2 separate regions of the Mus musculus genome follow, and region 1 is linked to region 2. Evidence: chromatin contacts called from public HiChIP or PLAC-seq data. All regions are on one chromosome and are shown on one strand. Each heading gives the region's core, a stretch centred on a gene start, on an enhancer-like site or on the middle of the called end of the contact. The rest is flanking DNA. Distances are from core to core; before and after follow the strand shown.

Region 1 (6,982 bases), core at 86-2,585, 220 kb after region 2:
GTCAGAAAGAGATGGGTTAGAGACTGGAGTCTTGGAGGCCTGGTTCTCAGCTGGAGAGCCTGGTGGTTATCACCTTGCTCCACTGCCCTGTGCTGTCCCTCCCTCCCCAGAGGCCTGTTACAGAACCTGTGGCCCCAGATGCCCACTTCTTCCTGGTCCTAACTATCAATCTATGTGGCCTGTACAGTGCTTTCCAGGCCTGTTCACTCTGGAGAACAAACTTGGACTCAGTCCTGCTGACAGGGAATGAGTCAAAAGGGGGGTGGGGGCTGGGAGCTAGTGATATGGCTCAGCTGGTAGAGGACTAGCCCAGTAGGCACAGAGCTCTGGTTAGATCCCCAGAAAAACGTACAACCTGAGATGGGGCATGGCGGTACATGCCTGTGATCCTAGCATTTGGGAAGGTCAAGGTCATCCTTGGCTACATAGGGAGTTAAAAGGCAGCCTGGGCTACAGGGGACACTGTTTCAAAGAAAGGGAAAAAAAGAGAGATGGAAGGAAAGAAAGAAGGGAGGGAGGGAGGGAGAGAAAGAAGGAGGGAGAGAGGAAGGGAAGGGCAGAGGGGAGAGAGGGAGGGATGGAGGAAGGGAGGGAGGGAGGGAGGGAGGGAAGGAAGGAAGTATGGCTTCTGGGGACCCTCACATACAATATGGCCAACTTCTGGCCTTCTTCAGCACTCAGTTTCATGGCACCGCCAAGGGGACAAGCACTCTAATTTACTGATCAAGATCAGGGCTTCTCATCTCTCCTTTCCATTTATAGCTTTTAAGATAATAGCAAGCATTTATTGGGTACTTACTGTATACTAGACACTTTTGTAAGGATGGCAGTCTATTAATAAACAATTAGTTCTTGGCAGTTGTCTAGGATCTCCGTTTAATAGACAGGAACTAAGAGCATAGAAAGTTATTTCACTTGCCACAGGCCTGCAGCCAGCTGTGACTGGGAGATGAGACCAGCCCCAGGGCTCTGCCTATCCCTTAGCAGGCTCTTACAGTGGAAGCTCACCTAAGCTTCCAGGGGTCATTGATTCGATTGGATGCTCTGCGGAATGCCTGCCTCTTCCATCAGACTGTGAATCCCAGGGAGGCAGGACCTCATGTGTCTTCTTCCATGGTGGCTTCCCCAGCCCCCAGTGCTATATGTAACAAAAACAAGGGCCTGGGATCCTCGCCTTCCAGGGGAAAGCTGACCATGCCCCCAGCTCCCCAGCCTCCCAGGTACCATCCCCTTTCCAGCTCACTCTCTCTTTTCCTCCCCACCCCCTCTACCCCTCTCCTGACACCTTTCTCCTCCCAGCCCCCTGACCCTCTGGTGTCTCTCTCTCCATTGCCTCCACTCCCTGCTAATTAAATGGCCGTGTACATAGTTCCATTTGCATTTGCTTAGAGGCCTCAGTGCCTTGGGCTGCATGTTCATTAAGCGGCTCTTGTGTAGAGGGTGTAATGAACCGATTTCATTACAACTGTCAAGTCTGCCCAGCCTGGGGCCCATTAAGCATTCGCTGAGAAGAGAGAGCCTCACTCTGTTCCTTCGGCTTGGAGTTCTGGAGCAGGCTAGGCTGGTTTGGAGTGAGGGAAGTCTCGCTTGCACGCCATAGCTCTACTTGGGATGCAGGGGAGGAAGCCATGCTGGACATGGCTGGACACGGCGGGCCCCAGGTTTTAGCTGGATCAGAAATCCCAGCGGCTGAGCCAGGGTCCTGTAGTCCCCAGAATGGTTTTTGCACGGGGTTCCACATTCATCCTGTCCAGATTCCGGTCTGCAGAAGGGAGAACCGGCCTGCTACAGGAGGACTACATTTCTCTCATGTAGGATCACATGACCGGGGATAGGGGACTGGAGCTTGAATTCAGCTCAGCTCCTCAAGAACCTTGAGGCCCCAACAGATGTGGGCCACGTGGTGGGAACCCCCCCCTCTCCCCAGAGATTCCCACATGGGCATGGAGACTTTGGGGATGTGGAGCTTGGAACAGGATCTATATACCAAGACCCTCTCTTCCTGCAATGTCCCTTAGCATCCACCTCCCACCCACTCACCACCCACTCCCTCACTCAGGCATTCAACATTTTAAATCATTGTCATTATCCCCTGTGATATTGGCTTCCTTCCAGAGATGATTAGAATTTAATTCAGCTCAGGCCCACTCTCCTTTAGCCTCATGATATGGACATAAGATTGGAAGTGGGACTCTCACACTGGGAAGATCCAAAGAGGAAGGATGGGAGAACTTGTGTGAGTGGAGTAGTGAGTGTCCTTGAAGATGCCTGTCTGCAGGTATACATGTTTGCCATAGGTATGAACACACACACGTGTGTGTGTGTGTGTGTGTGTGCATAAGGTTGGTGCTTGAGCATATACATCTGCAAGTACGTGTATTTGCCATAGATGTGCACACACACATGCACATGTATGTACATAAGGCTGGAATGCATACATGTATGCGCGTGGTTTGCCATAGATATGAATGTGCTGGTGCACACACCTGTGTGTGTAAGGCACATACATGCTTAACAAGAGAGCAGCTGGTGGGGACAACAAGGGTAGCACCTTACCAGGTATGGAAAATAGAAAGTAGAGTCTATGGCAGATGCCAGGACAAGAAGGTCAGACATTATTACTTTGCTGTTGGCAATAGGGCCTGGGAAAAGGATGGGACCCTGTGAAGAGGAATGTCCTAAGCTGAAGTCAATGACACAGAAGCCACATTAGCCCCAAATGAGAAGCAAGTCAACTTTTTAAAAGCTAAGTTACGGGGGTGTTCCCCCTTCAAAGTTCTCCAAGTGACTTTGAATTGAGTCTTTTCCTGCTCACAGGTCTCAGGAATCTACAGACTATGCTGAGAGTCTCCTGGAGCCAGGTGGGGGCTGGTTATGTGAGCCAGCCTCTTCTGTCCTGGAGATGGCCAATGCTTTAGGCTCTTGCCTCAGGGTACCAAGGCCAGGACATCTGCCTTCAGGCTCTCTCTGAGGTGATGTAACCAGGACATGATCTGCCTGGTGTCTCTTGAACGCTGGCCATCTGCCTCTAAGTAGTGAACTTCTTCATGCAACACCAACTCAGACTCAGGATGGCCAGGATGCAGTGAGCTTGCTTCATACAAAATCTCACTGGGGCCTCCCAGGGAAGGCCAAGGGACAAAAAGAAACTTCCCCCAGTGACCACTTAGGCAATGGCTGTGACACACTGGAAATTCCAAAGAATTCACTGTCTTAGTTCTCTTTCTAGTACTGTGATAAAGCATGGTGACTGAGGGCAACATGGGGAGGAAAGGTTTGGAATTTGGGGGGAGATGTTTTTTGGTTTGGTTTGTGGTTGTCTTGTTTCTTTTCTTTTCTTTTCTTTTTTCTTTCTCTTTCTCTCTCTCTCTCTCTCTCTCTCTCTCTCTCTCTCTCTCTCTCTCTTTCTTTCTTTCTTTCTTCCTTTCTTCCTTCCTTTTTTTTGGATGATGTGTTGGATCAGAGTTCATTATAAAGGAAAAGCCAGGGCAGGAACTCAGGCAGGAACCACGAGGCAGGAACCGAAGCAGAGGCCACTGAGGAATGTTGCTTACTGGCTTGCTTCTCAGAGCTTGCTCAACCTTTCTTACACCACCCAGGACCACCTGCCCAGAAGTGGTACCACCCATAGTGGCTTGGGTCCTTTCACATCCATCATTAATACAAAAATCTGACTCACAGATTTGCTCACAGGCAATCTGATGGAGACATTTTCCCAGTAGAGGTTACCTCCAGGTTTGTGTTAAGTTGACAAAAACAGACAAACAAATAAACAAACGTAAGCAGCACACCCACCTCCCAGTGTCCTTGAGTAGCCATAGGCCTCCATGTATAGAGAGGAGAGCAAAGAAAATATTGTCATAGGTACTGGTGAAAACCTACTTCATCTGAGGCAAGGACTCAAGATAAAAACAAAAAATTGGGGCTGGGGGATCGCTCAATTGGTAAGTCAGTCACTGTGCTGTTCCTGTGAAGAGACACCATGACCAAGGCAACTCCTATGTAGGATAGCATTTAATTGGGGCTGATTTACAGTTTCAGAGGTACAGTATTGGCATAGCAGGAAGAATGGTAGAATGCAGACAGATGTAGTATTGAAGGAGAAGCTGAGAGTTCTACACCTAGATCCACAGGCAGCAGGGAGAGAGAGAGAGAGAGAGAGAGAGAGAGAGAGACTGAGAGACTGAGAGACTGGGTCTGGCATGGGCTTTTGAAACCTCAAAGCCTACCCTTGGTGACACTGTGTTCTCCAACAAAACCACACCTACCCAACAAGGCCTTACCTCCTAATCATTTCAGTAGTACCACTCTCTAAGCATTCAAATACATGAGCCTATGGAGGTCATTCTTATTCAAACCACCATACTCCATTCCAGCCCCTGCTCCCATAGACTTCTAACCATACCATAATGCAAAATTACATTCAGTTCGACTTCAAAAGTTCCATAGTCTAGCACAACAGTATCAGCACTGTTTAAAAGTTCAAAGTCTCTTCTGAGACTCTTAACTGTAACCTCCTTTAAAATCAAAATTGAAAACAGGTCACATACTTCCAGCATGAGGTGCCACAGAATATACATTATCATTATAAAATGGAGGGAAGGGAGTGTGGTGAGGAAATACTGGGCCAAAGCAAGATTGAAAACAAGCTGGGCAAACTCCAAAATCTGCATCTCATGTCTGATGTTAAAGCACTCTTCAGATCTCCAACTACTTTCAGCTTTGTTGATTACAACACTTCTCTCTCTCTCCCTCTCTCTCGTTCTACTCCAGGTTAGCAGCTTTCCTTAGCAGGTATCCCATGACTCTGGGGTCTCCAACATCTTGGAGTCTATAATAAAATCCAGAATTTCACAATTTCAAGCAATGGCCTCTCTGGGCCTCCATACAGGGCCACCCCTGAGACACACCTGGCATCAGTGTTTTTCCTGAGCTGAGGAGGGAGAATCCACGACTCTTTTCTTATACCCTTGACTCTAAAACCAAAAATGTGTGGCTGGAGCTGCCAAGTTCTGCTGCTTGTTGGGGCTGAAACTTGGGCCCCTTGTTCAAATACATTTTCATCGGTTTTCTTTTTTCCATGGTTTCACTGCTTAAGCCTTTCTTTAATTGTCTTTAACTCCTTACCACACACTGGAAGCTTAGCTGGGTGGGATCTTGCCCTAAGGTCACCCACTCCCTTTTTTTTTTCCATTTAGTGTTAGGTTTTTCTTTAACCTTTTTTTCTTTTTATCTCCTTGAGCATTGGACTTCACTTCATTACATACATGGTGCTCCTTCTCTTCTAAAACCACACACTCTGTAGTTTTCCTTGCTCAGCTTGCTCCTTTTCATTATAGATCTGTGTAAGAGTAGCCACTAATAAACACGGGACACAGTCAATACTAAGCTGTCTTGAAATCTCCTCTGCCAATGCCATTAATTCAAAAACTCTTTCATTTAGCTTCAGTCAGATATTTTGGACACAGGCAGCAAGTAGCTACAATCTTCACCAAAATATCACAAGAATGGCCTCTAGGCTACCTACTGATATTCTTCCCCTCTGAAACATCTTGAGCTGGGCTCCTACAGTTCAAATCACCCCCATCACTGTCTTCCATGTTCCTACTCGCATGGCCCATTAAGCTCCACTTAAAGCACTCACTGCTTCCGTAATCCAAAACCCCACAGTCCACCAAAAAGTACTCTGGTCACGCCTGTCACAGCAATACCACACTCCCTGGAACCAACTTCTGTCTTAGTATTCTATTGCTGTGAAGAGACACCATGACCAAGGCAACTCTTATGATAAAAGAAAGCATCTATTTGGAGCTTGCTTACAGTTTCAAAGATTTAGTGTATCAGTGTCATGTTGGGAATCATGGCAGAACAGACAGATATCGTGCTGGAGAGGTAGCTGAGAATTCTACATCTGGATCCACAGGCAGCAGGAGGAGAGAGATACTGGACCTGTCATGGGATTTGAAACCTCAAAGCCTATCCCTGGTGACACACATCCCCCCCCAAAAGCCCACACCTATTCCAGCAAGTTTACACCTTCTAATACTTCCAAATTGTGCCACTCCTTAAGGGCTGCCACTCCTCCCAAGGGAGATAATTCTTCTTCAAATCACCACAGCTGGCAATGAGCATGCTTTGCATGAGGATCTGAGTGTGGATTCCCAAAGCCCATGTTAAAAACCAGGCACAAGGGTGTGTACCTGTAATCCTAATGCAGGATACAGAAATAAGAGGATCTCAAAGACTTGCTGCAGCCAGCCTGGATGAACTGCTGGGTACCAGGTTCAGTGAAAGTTGCTATCTCAAAAAGTAGAAGAGCAACTGAAAACAGTTGATAATGACCTTTTGCCTTGTACACACACATGCACATAAATGTACACATACATGTGAACACAAACATATACATATATGTAAAGCATTGGTTTGGGTAATGACAGGACCATGCAGATATAATAGAATGGTACAATTATGCAACAAGTTCTTCCCCTGGAGATTACTCTACATCAAACTTACCAGGGACCAAAGACTAATCTCATCAGAGGCCCGGTTCCTACAAGCCACTTCAAGGTAGAAAGCTCCAAGGGAAAATAGCAGTGGGCTTGGGAGGGGTGTTCAGACACAAAGAAAGACCCTAGGCAGAGATTTGAGGGTCAGACTTTGGGTTCCGGATCACCAGCACCTGAAAGCAGAGTAGCAATATGAGAATGCAAAGCCTTCAGTGTACTGAGAGTAACCATAGCAACAGATACAAACTCACTGAAGAAAAGGTGTACAAATCTGTCTAAGCACAAAACCAAAATTTACCTCAGCATCTTGTGTCCTATGAAAAAATGTCCAGCTTTCAAATAAAAATCATAAGGTAAAAGCAAGAAACAAAATACAAAAGAAAGAAAGGAAGAAAGAAAGGAAGGAAGGAAGGAAGGAAGGAAGGAAGGAAGGAAGGAAGGAAGGAAGGAAGGAAGGAAGATCCAAAAACCAAGCC
Region 2 (7,084 bases), core at 3,907-6,406:
CACAGACATTCCTGTGGTGGTCAGGACAGGGAGGACAAGGTGTTTCTGTAGTTCTGGAAACCACATTACTGCAGTGTCTAGAATTGTCACAGTTCAACCAAAACGGAGATTTTCAAAATGGCGTGTCCCTGGCTAACACCTGCGACCTGTGAACAACACAGCCAAACGAGCTCATCATAAGGATATTTTCTTTCTTCTTAGAAAAGAAAAATGCAGGTATCATTAAAGAGAAAGCCAACAGACAACAAGGAAAAGAGCCTGCCCGCCAGGCACTGCAGGTGTGGCTGCTGTGTCCCATGTGTGTCAGCAGGTGGCAGAGGGGAGAGAGCTGGTGTCTAGGCTCAGTGTAAACCTGACCTGCAAACACCTGAATAACCAGTAGCCTAACATTTCCCTGAAAGAAGCAAGCCTGAAGTGGCCACCAGTCTGGTGCCAGGCAGGACCTGTTTAGTCTTCCAGGGTAACATGTAGACAGCCGTTCCAGTTTGGGGCTGTGATCTACACATCAGATCTTAGCGTACATCTCTGGCTGGTAACATGAATCCTCTCTGGGATCCATGTTGGGCCCAGCTATGGTATCCTGTCTTCTGGTTGATTCCCTCAGCATGTCCAGGCACCTCCACTGCACAGCCGGCTGGACAGATAGAGTGGAGTCTGGAATGGGTGGGGTCTATGGGATCCCAGTCTGACTGGGAGTGCCAGCAAGAAGAGAGGAGTCCTGCTCCTAGCTAGGATCTTCAGTAAGACAGCTCTCCAAACGATTTTAGCTTGTGTGTATACCTTCATTCGGGGTGGGTTTGTACACATACACTTTATTTGGGGCGGACCAGGGCTATGTATGAACCTTGGAAAGTGGGAAGGAGTTTTCAAGGTAAATGTAAAATCAATGGCTAGAGTTTAAGGTACCTTGAATGCTTCATTTGTTTGGAGAGGCATTCCAGGACTCCAGGTACTTGCTGGTTGGGTGCTTATTGGGAAGAAGAAGTTGAACTTGTAGGTCTACCAAGGACAACTTTTCCCGAACAGAGGATGTGGGAGATGGGGCTCACTGGGCAAGGTGAGAGACAGGGAAGCCCTGCTGGTAAAGGGAGTCTTCCATTTTGGGTTGAACTCAGTGGAGCTATCTGCTCATGGTAGACTGTGTGCGACCTTAAGTACCAGGGGCTCTTCACGGTCCCCTTTCCATCTCTGAATGTCCTTATGCTCATCTGTGAGATGGGAGAGATCTGACATCTGGTGATCTGTGGGATCGTCTATCGTCAGTTTCCTGCTGAGTTCAAATAACCCAGGAAGGAGAGACCAAATAACCCATTGAGTCAACATCCATTGTTCGTCTAGGTGACACAGATGCGTGTGAACCATCTTGAGCCTTCTGCCTCCTTCTCAGGGAACACCATGGCTGTGGTCCCACTCACCACCATGCGATCTTGCTGTGCTTTAGCGCAACAAGCATGAAGAAGGACAGGAACATAGTCTCTGTGGTGGGCTCTGCTGTGAACCCACTGGGTTTCTATGATGTCATTCTACCTGTGCAGGTGTGGCATCAACTGTCCAGCCAGCTGTGTTTCTGCTGCTTTTTTCTGGACACACATCAGAACTACACTTCCCAGGTACCCCTGCAGCAGTTGGGATCAGGTGACTATACTCCAGCCAATAGCGTGAGAGCAGAAGTGAGGCGCCAGCCTGCTTCAGGCTTGAGGACTTTTCTTGCGCACCTTACCTTTTGCCAGCCTGATGCCAGACAATGTAACCAGAACTCCATGTCTTACAAGGGAACTGTTCCCCATATAGCAGCCTGCAATGTCAAAGAACAGAAAGAAGGTAACAGAACAGTCTGGCAGGATGGGAAGCGCGTGCCCATTGCCCTTCGGAGGTTTCCGCCTTAAGGGCCTGACTCAGACCCAACCCGGTTTCTTTCTATCTTGTGGCACCATCCAACCAAGAACCCACTTTGTAGTTTGCGTCATGGAAATCACTGCATGTGGCAGGCGTGACTCAAGGCAGCTTGGTGTAGTCCGTCATCCTCCATGCGTTAAACATGGCTGCCCTTCTAACCCCCATGACTGGACTGTGTGTGACCTTAAAGAACTATCCCTGGTTTTCCAGAGCAGTGACAGAGTCAGGGTACAAGCTGAGGGTTTCTGAACCCCGATCCCCAAACAGGCACAGCCGGAAGATTCTTGGAGTCCTACAGTCTAGGATGGTCCTGGTTTGTTCCAGATGCGGAAGAACAGTAAGGAGTGTGCAGGCTAGAGTGGGGCAGGCTGGGGTTGAGGTTCTTTGGAGAGCGCGTGGATTCCTTCTGCAGCAGTTTCCTCCTGTGTCCAAGGCAACTGGTACAGGAGGGTCAAACTGTGGTCAGAGTCTTAGGATCAAAGCCTAAGAGTGGAACAGCCTCCAAAGGCTGAGCTCAACCACGTGTCCCAAGTCCAACCAAAGGGAACAGTGGTGAGAAGTAGGGGTGATTTCAACCACAAAGGGGTCCTGGGACCTTGTCTCCATCCCTGAGCTACCAAGTGAGCTTTAGGCTTAAATGGAGGACGTGCTGGGTCAAGAGACACATGCAGAATTCTTCAGTCCTGCCCGACACGTGGCCTGGTTGAACTTGTCTAAGTACTGGTCCTTCTAGGTGGCATGAAGAAGCCCTTGTAGCTTGAGGGGACAGCTGGTCACTTTTCAGGAGATGGTTTCTCCTGCTTTAGGGTACAGGCCTGTCATCATGGATAACTGCCCTGCTATGAGAGTGATCTGTCCTGTGAGACTTGGCTGTTCCTAGAATCCAAGGTGATTTCAAGTTTAGGGCTATGATTTATCTCTGTCCTCTCAGCCCTGAAGGGGTCATGTAGACAGACACTCCTTGAACGATTAACTCGCCTGAATAGAGTCAAGCAGGAGTCTGACCCAAAGCAAAGGAGAAAGACAAATGAAGGCAGAGATGCCAGGCTTTTGAACCGTGCCTTATGGGTATAAGCAGGGAGTCTGCTTTTGAGCAAAAGCAGCTTCTTTTTTTTTTTTTTTAGATTTATTTATTTATTTATTATATGTAAGTACACTGTAGCTGTCTTCAGACGCACCAGAAGAGGGCATCAGATCTCATTACAGGTGGTTGTGAGCCACCATGTGGTTGCTGGGATTTGAACTTCGGACCTTCGGAAGAGCAGTCGGGTGCTCTTACCCACTGAGCCATCTCACCAGCCCCCAAAAGCAGCTTCTAAATGTATGTTACGTGTCTACTGTCTGCAGTGGAATTATATTCCAAAGGGCTCCAGCCCTGTGGTGTGGTACTGACTGTGGCCTTCCTGGCTCTCAGGAAGCCTAGGCAATGGCCCAGTTCTGTACCAGGCAAAGAGCCCGACAGACCCAAAAACCTTTCCAGAAGCCGCCTGCTGGGAGTCACCAGGTCCCGATGATTTAATAATGGAGCAAATGAAAGCTAGGTTCCCTAGGGAGATGGCTGAGCTAATCTGAAACAGGGCTGAGGAAGTTGACCTGGTTTGGGCTGGTTATGTGGGGCTGGCCTTCAGGGACTGCTCCTTCAAGGGAGGAGATCAGTAAGGTTTGGAGTGGTTAAGTGGGGGAGGTCTGGGTGTTGCCTGCACTTCCAGGCTAGGCGAGGATGAGGGGGAAGGCTGTCAGAGGTGGGTGGGGCAGCTTTCCTGTCCTTGGGTGTGGTCCCCACGGGAGGTAGCCTAAGTTACTGAAGCTTTGTCTTCCCCAATCTGCCTTCAGATCCTCGGGACCCAGTGGGCATGGTCAGAAGTTTATGTTTGTGGTTAGCATTTTAAACATGGATGCTCTCGCTTTGTTGATTTGCTGGGAATGGGGGAGGGTAGGACAAAGACAGACAAACCAATGTCTCACCTTTCACTCTCTGGATCCAGAGCATGCTGTGCTGGTCATGCTTGCCCATTACAGCTGGTATAGTCCATGGCCGGCCAAACACCTGCAAGACTTGAGGTCCTCTTGCCTTAGGATACAGCCCACCCTGCTCAGGGCCAGTTGAGGGCGGTCATACACTGCACCCCAGGATACTGACAACCTCTCAGTGTTCCCTTTTGCATGGGACACTCATGGTTCTAGGATGTTTTCTACTGACTGGGGTCTATGCCTTTCTGTCCAGCGCTAATGTAAAAAGAAAGCTCTTATCTGTCTACCTGGAGGGATGCTCAAATGTTACTTCCTGCCAGTGTCTCCTCTGGCCCCATCCTGAAGCTCACAGCCTGGACCTGAGCATCCCCAAGGCAAGTTCATCCACTATTAAACTATCATAATTGGGTGTGGGGGCAAGTGCTGTAGCGTGTCCTGTGGTGCTCAGAGGACGACTTGTAGAGTCAGCTCTCTCCTTCCACCTTAAGGTGGGGTCCAAAGATGAAACTCAGGTTGCCAGGTTTGCATAGCAAGTGCCTTTGCCTGATGAGCCATTTCACCAGCTCCTTCCTGGTGTCCTTGGTTTTCATCCCAGAGAAACCCTCTCTGTCCCTACAGCACACAATGATCACTGTCCATGCCGGCCGGCCTCAGGAGAGTCCTAATGATGTCACCCTGCATGGCTCCCTCCCTAACACCGTTCCTCCCATGATGGCCTTGATTACATCCGGTATCTATCTCTTTCTTCCTCCCAGCCCAGCACACTGGCTCCTGGTGACTGAGACCTATTTGTCATTAGCTGTTTCTCCAGGTCTGCACATAGCAGGGCTCAGTGAGACTCTTTGGAGTGAATGAGGGTGAAGGCAGATGCTTCCAGCATCCCAAACTCTTTCCTTAGAATGTTCTGGACTTGTTTTCTGCCCCCGGGTACCATCACTTCCTGTCCTCTGTTCAGGAGGCTTTCTCCACAGCAGAAGACCAGAGGCAGCTGCCCTCCCCCCAGCCCTCCCTCCCTCCCTCCCAGTGACATTTTCTGGCTCCTTCCTGAGCTCCTAATAACAGCCACATTTTAGAGGTTGGAGGAGACTAGACAACTGGGTAAATCGCAGTTTTTTAAAAATGGGCCAAACATGGATTTACACAATAGCCTGTGACAAACGTGTCTTCAGGGGACGAGCTGGCAGCAAACATCCATTTTTCCAAAGGGCGTCACAGCCCTGGGAGAAATAATGAGGCCTGTTTAAGAGTCTGATCACTCCCCAGTGCTGACAGGCTGGGGAGCGAGAACTGCCTGCCTGTGCTTCTGTGCGCCCTGCAGTTCTATTCTTGGGCCCAGATAAGCATCCTGCTCCCAGGGGTGGCCTGGCTTGTCCAGCTTCTCTCCTCCTGCCTCCTGCCTCCCTCCTGCCCATACATTAGCTTAGGGAGTGTAGGGGACTAGAAGCTCCTGGGAGCCTAAGGCCCCAGGCGTTCCAGATAACCAACGAACCCTTTTGTTTTCCTGCCCCTGTGCTGGAGCCTGTAGCAGAGGGCCAGTGGAGCTACTAGCCATTACTTTGAGTCTTTGTGCACATCTAGGGTTTTTTTTTTTTTTTTTTTTTTTTTTTAGTTCCTTTCTTCTCTCCACCTGACTCTGGGTCCATTTTCTCTGCCTCTGTCATGGACTAGAAGAGAATGTGAGCCCTGTGCAGGCACCCGAGTATCCATCCTCCTGAGATGGTTTATCCCATTGTCAAATTGGCTAGCTTAGGAGTCACACCTCCACCCCACTTCCACCCGTATCTATGAGGGCATTTCCAGAGAGGTTAATTAAGGAGAGACGACTTATTCTGAAGTTGAGCTACAGCATCCTGTGGGGTGGGGTCCTACAGTGAATAAAAAAAAAATGTGGAGCCTGAGAAAGAGAGGTGCATTGTGGGCCAAAGACACTAACACCGGCTCCCTTGAGGAAGCCCAGTTGTTTGAATGACAAACTGGAAGAACAGGACATCCAGGAGGGAGGGACAGCCACAGTTCACTGGGCTCAGACCTGCAGCCTTTAGGTTGGAATTCTCCAGAAGGTTGTCCAGGTATTCTGGGGCAGCCCTCTCTGCCTCAGGCAGATCTGCCTTCAGGGACAAGGGAGGACGGCTCCTTGATAGGAGTGGGGAATGGGAAGGAGCAGAAGTGCCTGGGGCTCCTGCTCACTAGGTTTTGAGGCCCAGGTAAGCTGGAGGCACATCTGCAATGAGGGGACCAGGACTTCCCTTGCAGCCCTGATAAAGTCATTAGACTACAGCCCACTCAGGGATCAACCCTGCTGGCCACCAGTCATCAGCCCAGGACTGTAGGGCCATGCCTGAGAGTCTCCTGTTGAATAGGATTCTGGGAAAGAAAAGCTCTTCTCTCTTCTATGACCCCCACAAAGGTCGCCATCAGTTCAGTGTTGGGACCCCAGGATGATTGGGAGAGTCAAATGTCCACCTCGATGGAGCCACACCCCATCTCTACTACTACTACGTAGCTCAGCTCCTACACATGGATTTCTGGCTGTGAAGAGGGTGTTTCCAACAACTGAGGAGAGTTGGAGACTTGGGATCTCAGTGGACTGTCATTGCCCCACCCCGTCAACACTCCTTCCCATGCAGTAGGGACGGACCACGGACACTTCAGTAGGCTCCTACTCTGGTGAGCTGCACCTGGCTGATGGGAAAGGTGTCTTGTACTGAGTTGATGAGGAAGGGGTGCGTCTTGCTGGCTGTGGCAGCAGGGCTGGCATCCTTCTGTATGGAAAGCTCCAAGAAAGATAAGAAAGGCTCGTCAACCTCTCCCCTGTCAGCAGCCCACAGGAAACACCACAGACTCACACTCCACTCAAACACTCCCTCTTTATCTCAATGAAGACCCTGGTTTCATGTCTCTTTTTCTTCCATTTCTCTTGACCCTGCTATTGCTGGCATACAGAATACCAGTGTGAGAATACGGGTGAGCAGGAAACACATCGTTCTTAAAAGGTTTGGTGAAGCTTCATTGTGCCTCTTAGGGCCTCGATTGTGATGAAGAAGGCGGGAGGCAACAGGACCTTGCTGAGCTGGAGGAGGAATGAACGAGGTGGGCAGAGCTAGTGAAGGGCACTGGCTAGGGGAGGTCCTCTGGGTCTTCAGACTCGGGTAGGGACAGGAAAGGGTGGTGACAAAAACTCAGACAGATCTGCCGTTAGGCTAAGAGCTGGCACTGT

The links. HiChIP or PLAC-seq counts read pairs in DNA pulled down with a chosen protein or histone mark.
Region 1: a contact with region 2 is called in an H3K4me3 HiChIP or PLAC-seq map of embryonic basal ganglia, with 2.6 times the contacts expected there. The contact joins two enhancer-like sites. A contact is called at or near these places in 1 of 39 promoter capture datasets (cranial neural crest), 3 of 484 Hi-C or Micro-C datasets (embryonic stem cells, neural progenitor cells and uterus), 5 of 115 datasets of contacts at active chromatin or transcription factors (bone marrow-derived dendritic cells, embryonic basal ganglia, embryonic forebrain and 2 more) and 1 of 9 other capture datasets (embryonic stem cells).

The regions. Positions count from the first base shown.
Region 1 is chr4:131,460,491-131,467,472 of GRCm38.p6, forward strand. All of the region lies in intron 2 of Gm46723 (a long non-coding RNA gene), which reads left to right. It overlaps Gm35779 (a long non-coding RNA gene), which reads right to left. Exons shown (of 8, transcript XR_390804.2): 5 at 6,514-6,679. Among named protein-coding and RNA genes, the nearest start is that of Gm46723, 7.6 kb to the left of the region's middle. Within about 2 kb of position 1,336, at least 19 of the 459 cell types and tissues checked have an H3K27ac peak or open chromatin away from gene starts, as enhancers often do. A contact at or near this core is called in embryonic basal ganglia and embryonic forebrain, where this site is marked.
Region 2 is chr4:131,239,020-131,246,103 of GRCm38.p6, forward strand. Gm25261 (a small nucleolar RNA gene) reads left to right here and starts at 258; the gene lies at 258-391. Within about 2 kb of position 5,157, at least 56 of the 459 cell types and tissues checked have an H3K27ac peak or open chromatin away from gene starts, as enhancers often do. A contact at or near this core is called in embryonic basal ganglia and embryonic forebrain, where this site is marked.